5 separate regions of the Gossypium hirsutum genome follow, and regions 2, 3, 4 and 5 are each linked to region 1. Evidence: chromatin contacts called from public Hi-C data. All regions are on one chromosome and are shown on one strand. The core of a region is the stretch at or near the end of the contact, and the rest is flanking DNA. Distances in the headings are between cores, read along the strand shown.

The links. Hi-C and Micro-C count contacts between places; a contact is called where the count stands out from the background.
Region 2: a Hi-C map of leaf shows a contact between it and region 1, with 4 times the contacts expected there. The contact joins the promoter of LOC107887176 here to the promoter of LOC107887196 in region 1. A contact is called at or near these places in 8 of 34 Hi-C or Micro-C datasets (callus, hypocotyl, leaf and 1 more).
Region 3: a Hi-C map of leaf shows a contact between it and region 1, with 3 times the contacts expected there. The contact joins the promoter of LOC107887865 here to the promoter of LOC107887196 in region 1. A contact is called at or near these places in 8 of 34 Hi-C or Micro-C datasets (callus, leaf, petal and 1 more).
Region 4: a Hi-C map of leaf shows a contact between it and region 1, with 2.4 times the contacts expected there. The contact joins the promoter of LOC121219439 here to the promoter of LOC107887196 in region 1. A contact is called at or near these places in 6 of 34 Hi-C or Micro-C datasets (hypocotyl and leaf).
Region 5: a contact with region 1 is called in a Hi-C map of leaf, with 1.6 times the contacts expected there. The contact joins the enhancer-like site here to the promoter of LOC107887196 in region 1. A contact is called at or near these places in 5 of 34 Hi-C or Micro-C datasets (hypocotyl, leaf and petal).

Annotation. Positions count from the first base shown.
Region 1 is chrA03:49,094,921-49,097,736 of Gossypium_hirsutum_v2.1, forward strand. It overlaps LOC107887196 (leucine-rich repeat extensin-like protein 3), which reads right to left and starts at 1,546. Exons shown (of 3, transcript XM_016811364.2): 1 at 1,404-1,546; 2 at 25-858. The coding sequence starts at 1,470.
Region 2 is chrA03:48,434,552-48,437,251 of Gossypium_hirsutum_v2.1, forward strand. LOC107887176 (phosphoethanolamine N-methyltransferase 1-like) reads left to right here and starts at 1,349. Exons shown (of 12, transcript NM_001398424.1): 1 at 1,349-1,618; 2 at 1,807-1,931; 3 at 2,233-2,370; 4 at 2,449-2,586. The coding sequence starts at 1,606.
Region 3 is chrA03:48,249,259-48,251,958 of Gossypium_hirsutum_v2.1, forward strand. LOC107887865 (serine/threonine-protein kinase 11-interacting protein) reads right to left here and starts at 1,307. Exons shown (of 8, transcript XM_016812086.2): 1 at 644-1,307; 2 at 274-452; 3 at 116-173. The coding sequence starts at 1,090.
Region 4 is chrA03:48,326,786-48,329,485 of Gossypium_hirsutum_v2.1, forward strand. It overlaps LOC121219439, which reads left to right and starts at 1,446. Exons shown (of 2, transcript XR_005916205.1): 1 at 1,446-2,196.
Region 5 is chrA03:48,453,273-48,455,972 of Gossypium_hirsutum_v2.1, forward strand. It overlaps the pseudogene LOC107887174. Among protein-coding and RNA genes, the nearest start is that of LOC107887175, 12 kb to the left of the region's middle. Within about 2 kb of position 1,354, at least 6 of the 9 cell types and tissues checked have an H3K27ac peak or open chromatin away from gene starts, as enhancers often do.

The DNA of each region.
Region 1 (2,816 bases), core at 296-2,795:
GATGGATCTAATGGAGAAACTCACTTGGATCAACTGTGACAAGCATGGCTGTGCCACCAAACTCACACGTGCCACCAGCAATCTTGGTTTTCTGCCAATAGCTATTAAAAGCATAGGAAGTATGTGCAAAGATGGTGTCAGGCTGAAAACATGGACCACTAGGTTGAATTGAATCACAATCCGCCCCGGATGCACACGCATAGTTCATTGCCTCTTGCATGATTGGGCCAGGCACTGATGGCTTAGCCACACACCATAATGCTGTGGTTGGAGCCCTATTGGGAGGTGGTAGAACCGTTGGGGGTGGGTATACAATTGGCGGTAGAAACTCTGGTGGGCTTGGATTAAACCCAAACGGTGATGGAACATTATATGGTGGGGTCAGCTCGTAATAGGGCGGGCTCAATACTGGCCCCGATGGGCTTGGTATGTAACCTGCTGGTGTTGGTATTGCTTGTGGAGGGCTTGGAAAAATACTAGGTGGGTTCGGGACTATTCCGGGTGGGCCTGGAAATATAATCGGCGGGTTTGGAACTATTCCGGGTGGGCTTGGTGGTGGGCCAAGAGGAGGAAAGTTGTAAAAGGGAGAGGGTGGGGAAGGTGAGGTTCCAATTGGAGGTTGAGGGGTATTTGGAGGGTTAACACAGTAAGGATGTGAATTTTCAGGGGGCAAAGAATCAAATGGTGGCAAAGAAAATGTTGAGCTTACTCCATAAGGTTGAGTATTTAACGTATCAGTGGGTTGTTCAATCACTAAACTCATAAGTTTACTCATTAGCTCTAAGTTCTTTGTGTGCTTTATGATTGAATTCCTTTGATGTTTTGGACCTTTGATATGTTCCATTGATTTTCTTGCGTCTGCCCAATAAACAACTGTTAGATTTACATTTAATCATCCCAAAACATTTTTGCCCTTCCCCAAGAATATATATCACCCTGAATAAATGAAAAGATTGCAAATGTTGGGGTTTAAAACAACTAAGCTTATAATACCAATACTAGAGCATAAACATGGCATGACTACTTAATGTCTCACATTTATACAACAAAATAGAAATATTCGTTTACTGAGGAAGACATAATTACATGATGCGAGTTTGTATATTCATTAGAGGCGAAGCAAACTAAATATACTCCATGCAACATTTGGACTGTGAAAAACTAAAACAATGGAATACTTTTACCCACCTCTAGTACTAGGGGCATGGCCTTGTCATAAGGGTAAAATATTAATATTACAAATCTTTTTAAAAATAATAACATTGTAGGTTAATGCAATGATATAATTACATTTAATTCTAAAAAAATTATAATTTTATTTTGATCCCTCTTTGGATTTGCCCTACTGACATGGTAAAAATGAGAACTTAAATAAAACAATAATGTAGCAGAAATCAGCTTACCGCAATGCACGAAAAGAGTGGCCGCCATTGTTGAAAAGAGAAGGTACATGCAAAGCCTGTTTTCCATGATTCAATTTCAGCAATGCCAAATCACTCAAAGACTATTCAAAGAGCAGAAGACTGATATTGAGACATATATGAAGGCAACCAAAGGAGACAACTGTGTATGTTGGCCATTAAAGATTTGATTCGTGAGTATCTACCTTTATTGTAACTTGGATGTAAATGACATATTTGTTTAGATTAGGAAAAAATTAACATTTAAATTTAATTTGTTTAATATTTTAAAATTTGACTCCAATGACAAGCCAACACATTATTGAAAAATTTTAATTTTGAATTTAAGCTTGAAGCATAAATAATCGACTTTAGATCGGAGCATGAGAATTAAATCTTATTTTTTACTAATCGAGTGAGTTCGAGTAATTTGGTTTTTATCTTGAACCAAGTTTAAGTTTTTAAAGTTTAACTTGAGAGATCTCGAATTTGGAATTAAACTCGAGCTCGGCTCGAGTTAATTATGTAAATGAGTACTTACTTAGAAATATAAATATGAAGAATAATATAAAGAGATTAAAGAATAATATAAAGAGATTAAAGGAAATTGTTCACTTTGATCTAACTTAAAAATTTCATGTTGTTGATGCAAATTTGGCATATATGCTTGCTTTCATATTGGGAAAAATCAAAGTGAAGGTTTTTGGTTGCGCTTTTGTCTTGCTTGCTTTCTACTCAAAGCTCTCACTTTCTCACAATTTTTATGATTTGAATCATCCTGAGAATTGGATTATGATGAGTTTTAAATATGAAAAATGAATAAATGATAGTTTAATTGTATATATATTTATATTTGAATGTAAATCCGAAAAAATATAAAAAAGAATAAGTGCTTTTAAAATTAAGAGTCCAAATGATAATTAATCAAAGATGAAGCTGAGATTTTGCCATTGGGAGGGAGGATTAAGCTTTGTGCAAAGCATTTTTTTTTTTGGTATGTTGAACATACCCTGTTGGACCCTCTCTATAAAAGTCTTCACTAATTGGAATATTAGAATGAAAAAGGCAGTTTTACAACTGTTTTTTTTTCCTCTTAGAAAGTTTTACGACTGATGAGATCGTAAAAATGTGCCCTTTTGCTGCATATTTTAGCATAATATTTATTCAGAGCAAAAAAAAAAAAAAAAAGCATCGATGTAACGTGTCATACTGATGCATCAACATGATTACTTGCCCTTCTATATGGGCATCAGTTTGGGGTAAGTAGAGACCAAGCTAGTAACTTTACGCAAAGGGACTTAAGATAAAATTATTAAATTTTGGTTTAATTAATGTATCATTTATGTATATTTTACTGTTTATAAAGATTAAAAGTTGGTGATTCTTTCTCTTAATAATGTTATATCTAAATATCTA
Region 2 (2,700 bases), core at 99-2,598, 660 kb before region 1:
TAATATTTTAATTTAATATTTAATAATTTAATATAATTTTTTATCAAAAATATTAAATATAAAAGCTTAACATATATTTTTTAATATTTACAATACAATATCATCATATATTATTATAAATTAATTTCATATAGTACATAAATATATGAAAATCTAGAAAGAGATTCATCAATACGGGTGTAAAACTATGTAAAATTAAAGTTATTCAAACGTGTTTGTGTATATATATATTGTTTAAACACATAGTTTGAAACTAATATTTTTATTCAAACTCTACCCTTATCGAATGAAATTTTGAACAGATGGCACTATTAAGCTATTTTATTGCTTGATTTGTCGTCACACTTTGACCATTTGTGGAGTTAAAATTTATTTGGTATTTGAGAGAATTTGATTGAGTTAGAAAAATAAAATTTTAATCACATTGTATTCATGTAATGTATCATATGATTGAAAAAAATAAACATGTTAAATTAAAAAAATTTGACAGAAAACTACCAACAACAATAATAATTAGATTAGAATTTTTAAATTGAAAATAAAAAAAATTAAAATTTTAACTTTTAAACTAAAATCTCAAATTTATACAAATTTAAGTACTAAGAGCACATTTTAACCCAAATTAAAAGTAAAAGGAGCTTTTTAAGTATAATAAATTCTTTTATGCCATCTCTAAACTAATTATTGGCTTTAGCTAATGAAGTCTTGGTTCAGTTGGCAAAGGCGAAGCCCTTGAGCTTTGATTATTCTAGTTTGAGACTAGTCATTTGCAATTATATGCATGGATCTCGAAGTTCCACTATGTGCAACTGTCATGAGTTTAATTTAATTTGTTGACTATGCAATTCTTAATATGATTGTAAAGTAATAGTTTGATTTTATTTTGTGATTGATATATTTATATAATATTTATACCACTTAAAAAAACTATAAAATTTAAATCTTAAAACGAGATATTAGGAGCTTAAGCTTTTTTTTAACAAAAAAAATGATATTAATAAAATTTTGAACACTATGGAGATAATAAGTTTTTTTTAAGAAAAAATTGATTGAGTCAGTTTACATTTGTGGCAATGGATTCAGTGTTAGTAATATATATATATTAAGCAAAATTAATACAGTTGAATGTAATAAATTTGGATTCGGTTATACAAATCAGTATTTTTACGATTTTCTGATATTGATTTGATTTGATTTGTTTTGTCGTCTACCTAAACAGGCCTTAGATTTGTTAACATAATGCATTGATCCGACCCGACCCAAATTATAATCAGGTCTAGCATTTCCCCAGCCCTTACTCTATAAAAGGCGAGATGAAGCATTCTCAGTTTCCCGCACCAGAAGCAGTAGAAATTGGCAATTGCTGTGTGTGAGAGAGAGAGTGAGAGTAATAGTAGTATCAATAATTTGGCTTAGGTTGCATCTCTGTGTCTGATGCAACAGAGAGGAAGGACTAACAACCGTAGATCAAGGTCTTTCTCCAGATCTCGGCTTGCTGTCGAAGGATTTTAGTTCCCCTTTTCACTCCCCATTAAAAAATAAAAAAAAATATCTTAAAAAAAATCAATTCCTCTCAGAGCTCACTAGAGATCTTCTCTGTTAACCATGGCGGCTAACGGTGAGATCTCCACCTTCATATTGATCATTTCTTGCGTTGTTTTTTTCAACTTAGAACCAAAGGACAATTGGAATGGATTGACATTGTTTAATCAACATTTGCGAACCCACACATGGATCTCTCATCGACCTTTAACTAATATTTAAGAAGAAAATTTAAAATTTGATTGTTCTGTAAATTATATATAGGATTTGTAGGAGATGAACGCAAAGTTCAAAAGAATTACTGGATTGAACACTCGGTTGATCTTACGGTGGAGGCTATGATGCTCGACTCCAAAGCCGCTGATATTGACAAAGAGGAACGTCCCGAAGTAATATTTCCTTTCTTCCTTCCTTTTTGTTTTCTGCATTGTTTTTTTTTTTCTTCATTAAGTTAATTTAACAAGTTCATTTTTAACTATATTTACAGTTTTAAATTTATTTCCTTTTTGGCTTTCATATTTAAGTAAAAATTGTTTATCTATGAATATCTTCAGTTGTTATCATGAAACCATAGTTTAATGAGCATTTATGCTTATTATTGCCTTTTAATTGTTGCTGCTGTTCTTTTGTACTTAATTTTAAACTTCAGTTGTTATTTAGATTCCTAAATTTCATTGTTGATATTTGCAGGTGCTCTCCTTACTCCCACCGTATGAAGGGAAAACCATTTTGGAACTAGGAGCTGGCATTGGTCGATTTACTGGTGACTTAGCTAAGAAGGCTGGTCATGTTATAGCATTAGACTTCATTGAGAATGTTATAAAGAAGGTCATTGAAACTCAACCTGACAGAAAATTTTTAGTTTGCTAATTAATAAGGGACTTGACTGGATTTCATTAATTGCAGAATGAAACCATCAATGGGCATTATAAGAACGTCAAATTCCTCTGTGCGGATGTCACTTCCCCTGATTTGGCTTTTACAGAAGGATCATTGGACTTGATTTTCTCAAACTGGCTGTTGATGTATCTCTCAGATAAAGAGGTGATTTTTGTTGCTTCTTCTTCAATAACATGGAAAAAAAAAAAAGAGAGTTCTTAGGGGCAAATTAGCTATTGATTTCAATTTTTTTTTACTTGCTGAATTCGGCTACCCCAT
Region 3 (2,700 bases), core at 57-2,556, 850 kb before region 1:
ACAAAGAAAGGCAAAATCAAAGCACTCAAGTAATGCGCATGAAAGTAACAACAAACACGAAACTCTGACGAAAATGAATGTTTAAATACGGACAATTGCACAATTACAAGCAAACAGGATAGGGAAGCAATAACGGGAAGCAATAACAATTGTAGTATGCAGAAAAATACATGCTAGAGAAGATGATACCCGCTATAAGCCCCATTTGATAAATCTTTCAGCATCAAATCAAAATCAAATGTCAAGTAAAAATCGGAGTTATTCCTACCTCACTAAACTTTGGCAAAATTGTTTTGACTCAAATCAAGGGTTTCAACAGAGGGAAGAAGTTGCAACGACTCGTCCATTAGTAGCAGGCGATTGCATGCACACGATACAAAGGACAAGCGGTTCCACTGTGGACAGCCCTTTACCTCAGCAATTCTGCTGGCAAACACATGTCGCAAAGCATCCTACATATGTCAAAAATATTGATCTTGAGAAAAAAATTTGTGTAAAGTACCCATATATAATTAATAACTTTAAATGGTCCTTAGTTAGGAATTAGAAAATAGGGGAGGGAGATCTTATGATTTATAATCACAAAAACTGAATGAATGTCATTAATTCTTCCTCTCCTTCGAAAATAATGCAAACCACTCACGGTTGAATTATGACAAATAATTTTCTCCAAAGTATGTCTCAACTCAAGCAATCCCTTGGCTGCTGAGGTCGACAAATCACACCCTCTGAGTTCCAGAACCTTCAGTCTTCCAAACGGGAGCAACGAGAGCGGCGTGGGATCACGCACAGGAGGGAGCAAGGCAGATACCACCTTAAGAGTGGTTAGGAGGCGTAGTATCCGCCGAAGCTGCTCGAGCGCACGGTGGTCCCCAAGGTCCGAGACGTAGGCACGTAGATAGTCAACTGGAGCTCCCACTAGAAGTCTGTCGAGCTCCTGCAACGCTTGGAGCCGAGACTGCACGTAATGGAGCCCCGCCGGGTTGAGCTTCAGAACCTTAGTTCCATCAATCAAAGGCCCCGCTTGGTTGTCAACGAATTTGAACAGCTTCTCAAGGTAGCGACCCCTTGTGACGATCGCCATTGGCATCAAGTTTTAGAAAATCACCCACACCGTCATATTCCAAAGTTCATAAGTGAACAAAGAGTTTGAAGAATGCGAATGAAGGAAGGTTTGAAAGGAAGAAACGAATCACTAAATGATAAGGGGAATAGCAGGAAATAGAAAAGGACGGTTGTAGCCTACCTTGAGAATGATGAGGTGGTTCATTATGTTCTGGCTTTGGTTGGTTCGGGGGAAAAAGGTCAAATAATTGGGAAGTGAAATATGGTGCGTAGGGAAATAGAGACACCTGGCGCACATGCACACAACATGGGGAATCCAATTCCAAACAACGTGATTCCATTGTCGGCTTCCTCCAAAATCCAAACAAATGCGGGGTCCACCCCAGATGTTTGTCTGCTCTTACTTGCAGTTGCCTCCTTGACAAGCACAATAGACCTTGCATGATTTGCATTTGCCATTTGCCGCCCCCATCTCGATCCTTATTTTTGCCTAAATAGGGTTTTATTAAAGAGGAAAATATACTAATCTCTGTAGTTTTCGATAAATGAGAAATTAATTTCTCTATTTTTCAATTTTAAAATTCAGTTTCGAATGTTAAATATTATTAAAAAATTATTTTGAATCAAAATTATTTTTTAACGAGAGCTCTTTCATGTTTAGACTCGACAAAATGATACTTTTACCCTTCAAGTGATTTTGGGATATGTGAATGCACGTATTTCTCTCCATTTACTTCACCATGTAACGGTTCATTTTTTTAAAATTCAACATAAAAATATTGCAAAGCAATAAGAAAGGAAATTAAAATGCATAAATTTTACGTGAAAATCTTTTCGAAAAAAACCACGGGTAGAGGAGAAGAAAATTTACTAAAATTGAAAATCGAATGATATAAGAGGAATTTTCAACTATATCTATTTAAAAGTTAAAAGACCTTATTCTAATCAATGTCAAATATAAAAAGAGTAGTTCTACATTGGTTCTACTTATGTAATCAATATCAAATAGAAGAAAGTAATTTTATATGGATTCTACTTGTGCAACTTGATCCGTACAACAAATCATCTAGTTTTACCTTTATATTGTTTCTTTAATAAGAATTTGGGTCACAACTTTAACAAGCTTCCTTCCCAAACATGTTATTAATGATTGTTTATCACAACGATGGTTGTGGAGACTGAAATTAATGTTTTATTACATTTTCCATAATGCATTATTACCTGTGCAAAAAAGGCGGATGAAAATGAATTGTTTCCTGTTAGAAACATAAGAACGATGTCTTTCTTTCTTTAAAAAAAATTCTTTAGTAGTGTTTATCAATTTGTAATCTTTATATTTCATCTTAATGAGTGATAGTAGGGAAAAGAAGAAGAGTGAAAACTAGTGCAATGGAAAATCAAACATATGATTGTGTTGAATCAATTTTTCAAAGGAGTTGTTTGGACGTTGACAACGAAGTAAGACGGATGTTGTATGATTTATTTGGACTCACTGATCATCATAGCATGTTGGAAGAAGAAAGTGAGTGTTCATTTAATGGTGGTGGAATTTGTAACACCTTTCACCTGTCCCGACGATCAGTACGTATGAGAGATGTCATCGAAGCATGTATGAAAAAGAAATTTTAATTTTTA
Region 4 (2,700 bases), core at 196-2,695, 770 kb before region 1:
AATCAAAAAAAGAAGCAACATGGAGTACATTGTCATGTTTAAAAAATTAACATTTTAATTAATATTAATCATTAAAAAATTATTTCAACTGTTTTTCAAAAATTTGATGGTCAAATTTGATTTTTTTTTAAAAAGGTTAAGGGCCAAATTTTGCTAAAGAAAAAAGGACCAAATTGACAAAAAAATGTAAGTACTAAGGGCTAAGTTTGAGATTATACCAAATAAAAAATATAAAAACATTTGCGTGCTGCATTCATGATTTCAAACTGAAATTGTTAATATTTTTTAAGATCCAATAGATAATATTTTAAGAGGCAATAGATAGGGCTATAAAATGACAAATACCATGTCGCAGACAGTGCAATAAGATAATAGGACAGACACTGGTACAAGAAAAGGTATCACTGCCTATGTTTTGTTTTAAACTCTTTTTATGAATAAAAAGTTGTGAGAGAATATTAAAGTCTCAAATAAAATGTAATATCTGCACTAAGTAACTAGTTTTATATTTATTGAAGGCATCAAATCTCCGAATCTAGCCAGGCAATGACGGCCAACGATCCAGATCTGGACTACTCATTGGCGCATTTCATACCCACCCTTTCCTCAAGATCCCAAAACCCATTTTAATACTTTATTTTGTCACAAAATATCTAACCTTTTCTAATTAGATTGTTATTTTGATATAACAAAATCTTAAACTTAATTGGTTTGGGTTTATATTTTGATAAATCATTTTTAAAATAATCTAAAAAAATATATATGTTGTTAGTGTAATCTGAAGGTCTAAAATGAGTTTTTAGCTTTATGAATCCATTTAAAATGCATGAAAGCAGTTTACCATACAAAAGAATATCAAGAGAAAACATCCTTGCATTAATGTTTCTTCTCTTTGATTTTTGTTGTGCTTTATATAGTTAATACTTCTTGTACTATCTTAGAGTATTCAAAAAGATGATGCTTATCTTTGAAAAAATAAAATAAAATTCTGGTGTTGACAAATGAAGTTAAGACAATTTCTATTTCTATTTCTATTTTATATGATGTAGAAGCAAATCTTTTAGATTTAAATATTTTTAAAAAATTACAATATTATTTTTATTTACTTTCAATTTTTTTATATAAATATTTATGAAAAAGATTTTGAAATTTAATCAAATAATATTTCTAAAGTCATAAAACAAAGCGTACTTTGTTAAAGTTCAAAAACTCAAAATTAATATGGAAAAATAGAAAATCAAACCGAATCATTACAATATGAGAAAGTCAAAAACTTGATCCAACCTAAACTCAATCTTGTATAGTCCAACACAAATATTTTATATACAACATGTCAAAAATCATATATCTAAATCTAAAACCAAAATCATTCAACAATTTAAGGAAAAATTAAAAATATTGTTTTCTCTTAAAATTTTATTTATTTATTTATTGAAACAGAAAACGAATATGCTTTAAAGAGGTAACTCGAAATCCACAAATTAAATGGCTAAACAACAGTTGGCCCAATAGCTGTCGCAATATTACTAGCAACCGAGGTGGTACCTTGGGCTTTCCTAAATCATTAAAGAAAGAAATGAAAAAAACTTAATACCTAAGGAGAAATAAAACCTAATAACAAAAACCTCTAACCCTTTTGGGTTCCTAAACACATTTCCTCTTTTTTACATCTGCAACTATCACCGGAGCCATCTGGTTTCTTCCATCACTGTATTGTTCTTCGAAAACCATACCAGACCTCTCCAAAGCCTGAGTTCTTCGGAGAAAATATGTACCATTTTTCTTTAAAAACACCATCACCAAACTCAGAATGGTAACACAACTCCTTTAACATTCCAAAACCCTTCTATGATCGTTGACAATGATAGGCTCTACTTCCGATGATACCTCTTCCATCCAGTAGATTAGGTCAGATAGATTGTGTCCTCGTCCTACTAAGGCATGTGTTGCTTCATATGTATTTTGAGGGGTATATTCAAAAGATAAGAGAACAAAGCTGGATCTTTTCCTCTTTATTTCATCAATTAAGTTGCCTATAACCGATTTATCTTTTAAATCATACTTGATTTTTTTAATAATGGTTAGGGCATCACCTTCCACAACCAGATCTAGAAAGCCCATTTCTTCCCCGAAAATAATAACTTCAAGACAAGCCTTCGCTTCTGCTGTAATCGGATCCCCAGTTCTTCCTAGTGGGTAAGTACTAGATCCCACAACAAAGCCATCCTGATCTCTTGTAATGATTCATGTTGTCGCTTTCATTTCCTGTTGATAGAATGCTACATCAAAATTAATCTTGCCTTGTTCTGGGGGTCTGCAAAAATCCTCCCTTGGTTTAATATTAGATTCTGTAATGGATTTCATTTGATCCAACTCCAAGGCGTAGGCTTTAATTATAACGCCCCAAAATTGAGGTTAGAATTATTCAGGCTAGTTGGTTGGATTAGTGGTTCAGTAGGACTGTTAAGTTAATTTTCATGCTTTAGGAGCAAAATGAGTTTGTTGGTTTAGTGGCTAACTCTTTGGTAGCTTATCTTTGGTCTTGGGTTTAAGTCACATGTATGTAATGTGAGAATTTTTTCAAAGTATTTTTGTTTTTAATTCTTTAAAAATTAAAATTTGAGGGGTTTTGACAAATTTGATATTGTTTAATTTTTTGTTTTGAAATTTATTTTAATAGTAATAATAAATAAATTTGTT
Region 5 (2,700 bases), core at 104-2,603, 640 kb before region 1:
TTACGTTTGTCCCTTGTAATATATATTTAGGGTTTAGGATGTAAGTTTTATGGTTTATGATTTAGAGTTTATAGTTTGAGTTTTTAGGTTTGGTGTTTGTAGTTTAGGGTTTAACTTTTAGGATTTAAGGGTAAAAATGGTGAACTACTTAACTTGTGTATCTTGGATTTTTTTTATAATATAAATCTAAATAAGATAAATATAAATTATTATTTTAAAAATATATATATCAAAATGGGTTAAATCCCAAAAGCATACATGAACTTTAATTTGATCAAGTTCTTGTAAATTATTAACACAATTATTGATATAACATTATTTTATATTTATATATTGCATTATTAACACAATTATTGATATAACATTATTTTATATTTATATATTGCATTATTAACACAATTATTGATGTAACATCATTTTATATTTATATATTGCATACATAAATATTTATATTTATTCAATATAAAAATATATTGATGTATTTTTTTTAAATGTGTATAATTAAATCAAAATTAAGTTTCAACTATATATTTAAACCATAATTAGAATTTCAAGTATACAATTACATATTAAACCGAAATTCATATATAATTCTGAGATGCATCTCTATCAAAATTTAGGTGTATACATATAATTAAATGCCATTTATATAAAAATCTAAACAACAAATGCGGACCATACTTAAAAGAATAATGTTGATGAAAAAAGAAAGAAAAAAGAAATCCTTTCAACAATACTAGACCATGCCATTCCCATCTATCAATTTAATTCCTAAAAGAGTTGATCATGGTAATTAAATTTTAACTTTCAATATTTATATTTTTTATCAATTTGATTCTTATTTTTTGAACCAAAACCTTCTACTTTTTAAAAAATGTTAAATCTCATTTTTAATAGGAATGTAATTGTAAAATTAATTTTTTAATGATATTGACGTGAAAACTTACAAGGTAATTCACATGACATGATACTATTTTTTTATATGTTAATTTAAAAATGATAAAAATATTCAAAAAAATTAAAAATTTAAAAATAAAAAAATTAAAAATTAAAAATTAAAAATTAAAAATTAAAAACTTGAAATTTTAATATTTAATATTTTATTCCATATATCAGTTAAAAAGATCAATATTCAAAATTTCAAAAAATAAAAATTTCAAAAAATGATAATCTTAGCACAAAAACTTTGAAATACAGTGGCGTTTTTGTAAGAATGCTGCAAAAAACTTTCCATCGAAACGGCATGTTTTATTTTCACCCTTCCCCTAAATCCCCAATTTTACGCTGCTAAAATGTTTGGTATTCCTCCAGAGTCCAGGTCCTTAGTTTTAGCGCCATCTTTCGTCCCAAAATCTCGTGGCTTTGTGCTAGGGTTTGAAGTTAACAATTCTTCAGAAAGAAAAATATAAAGCAGGTATGAGTTTTGATATTCTTTCTGTTTTATTGTTTTCCTTATACGAACCCATCTCTAATTTGAATAAAACCTCTAGGTATCCTGTTATTAATTCATCCCACTTAAATCCCGTAAATGTTTGGTGTTTCCTCCATATCCTTAGTTTTAGCACCATCTTTCGTCCCAAAATCTCGTGTCTTTGTGCTAGGGTTTGAAGTTAACAATTTTTCAAAAAGAAAAATATAAAGCAGGTACGAGTTTTGATATTCTTTCTGTTTTATTGTTTTCCTTATACGAACCCATCTCTAATTTTTTAATTCATATTTAGCAATGAATCCGGTTCACTTCCAACCCGCGCCGCCTCCACCTTGGTTCCCAATGTTACTTCCGGAACCTCCGAATTCGAGTACATTTTTGGAGACCAGAAATGTGCGTGATCCCTTAGAGAATTGCAAGATACCCTCAATCTTGCCAACGCCGTGTATGTTAGTTTTGTTTTCTTATATAGTTCGCTAATATCAACTATAAGTGCCGTATGCTTTTGAATTTCCTTTTAACTGCAAGTAAAATCGATTGGTTCCTTAGGCAAAAGGAGTTGGAAATACTGATGATGATAAAAGATGGGTCGATGGACCTTTCTGTTTCTGAGTTCTTGAAGTATCTAGAAGATAGGAGGATTGATTTAGAAACTCAAGAGCTACTGTCTGTGGAAGAGGCGAATGCATTGATGTCAAAGCTAAGAGCTCTGTTAGAGCCCTTTAGATATGTTGTAGATGAAGGGATCCCGCGGGAGGAGAAATCAGCAGTAGCTAGTCTGACCAATAAAATCAAGAAGTCTAAAAGGAATAACCTTTGGAGGAAAAGAAAACAAAAACGAATTGCAGAATTGCTTGCAAAGGTTGTTTTTCTTGGTTTCTCATTGTAAGCTTTCTCCTTATCTTTCTTTTTTTCCCCTATTGGCCTATGTGGGAAATAGCTAATATTTTCAGCTTGTTATGCATGTTAGGATCATGAACAATTTGATCAAGCTGACTGAGAAGCTGATGAGTGGAGAGCTAGGGAGATTGCCAAGGACATTGCGAGCCGCAAGGTACTTGTTGTGTTCTAGGTGGGTTTTCTTGCTATGAACATACTGACAGATTTTCGTTGATTCTTCCATTAGATGCCAAGAACTCAAAAGTCCTTTTTTCTCTTGTTTTTGTAAGCTCACTTGGTAATGACTACTAAGTTGATTTGCAGGTTGAATAGATGAAGGAAATTGCAAAGCTTAAAGCCAAGGAAGAAAAAAAAAGACTGGAATCTGAGGT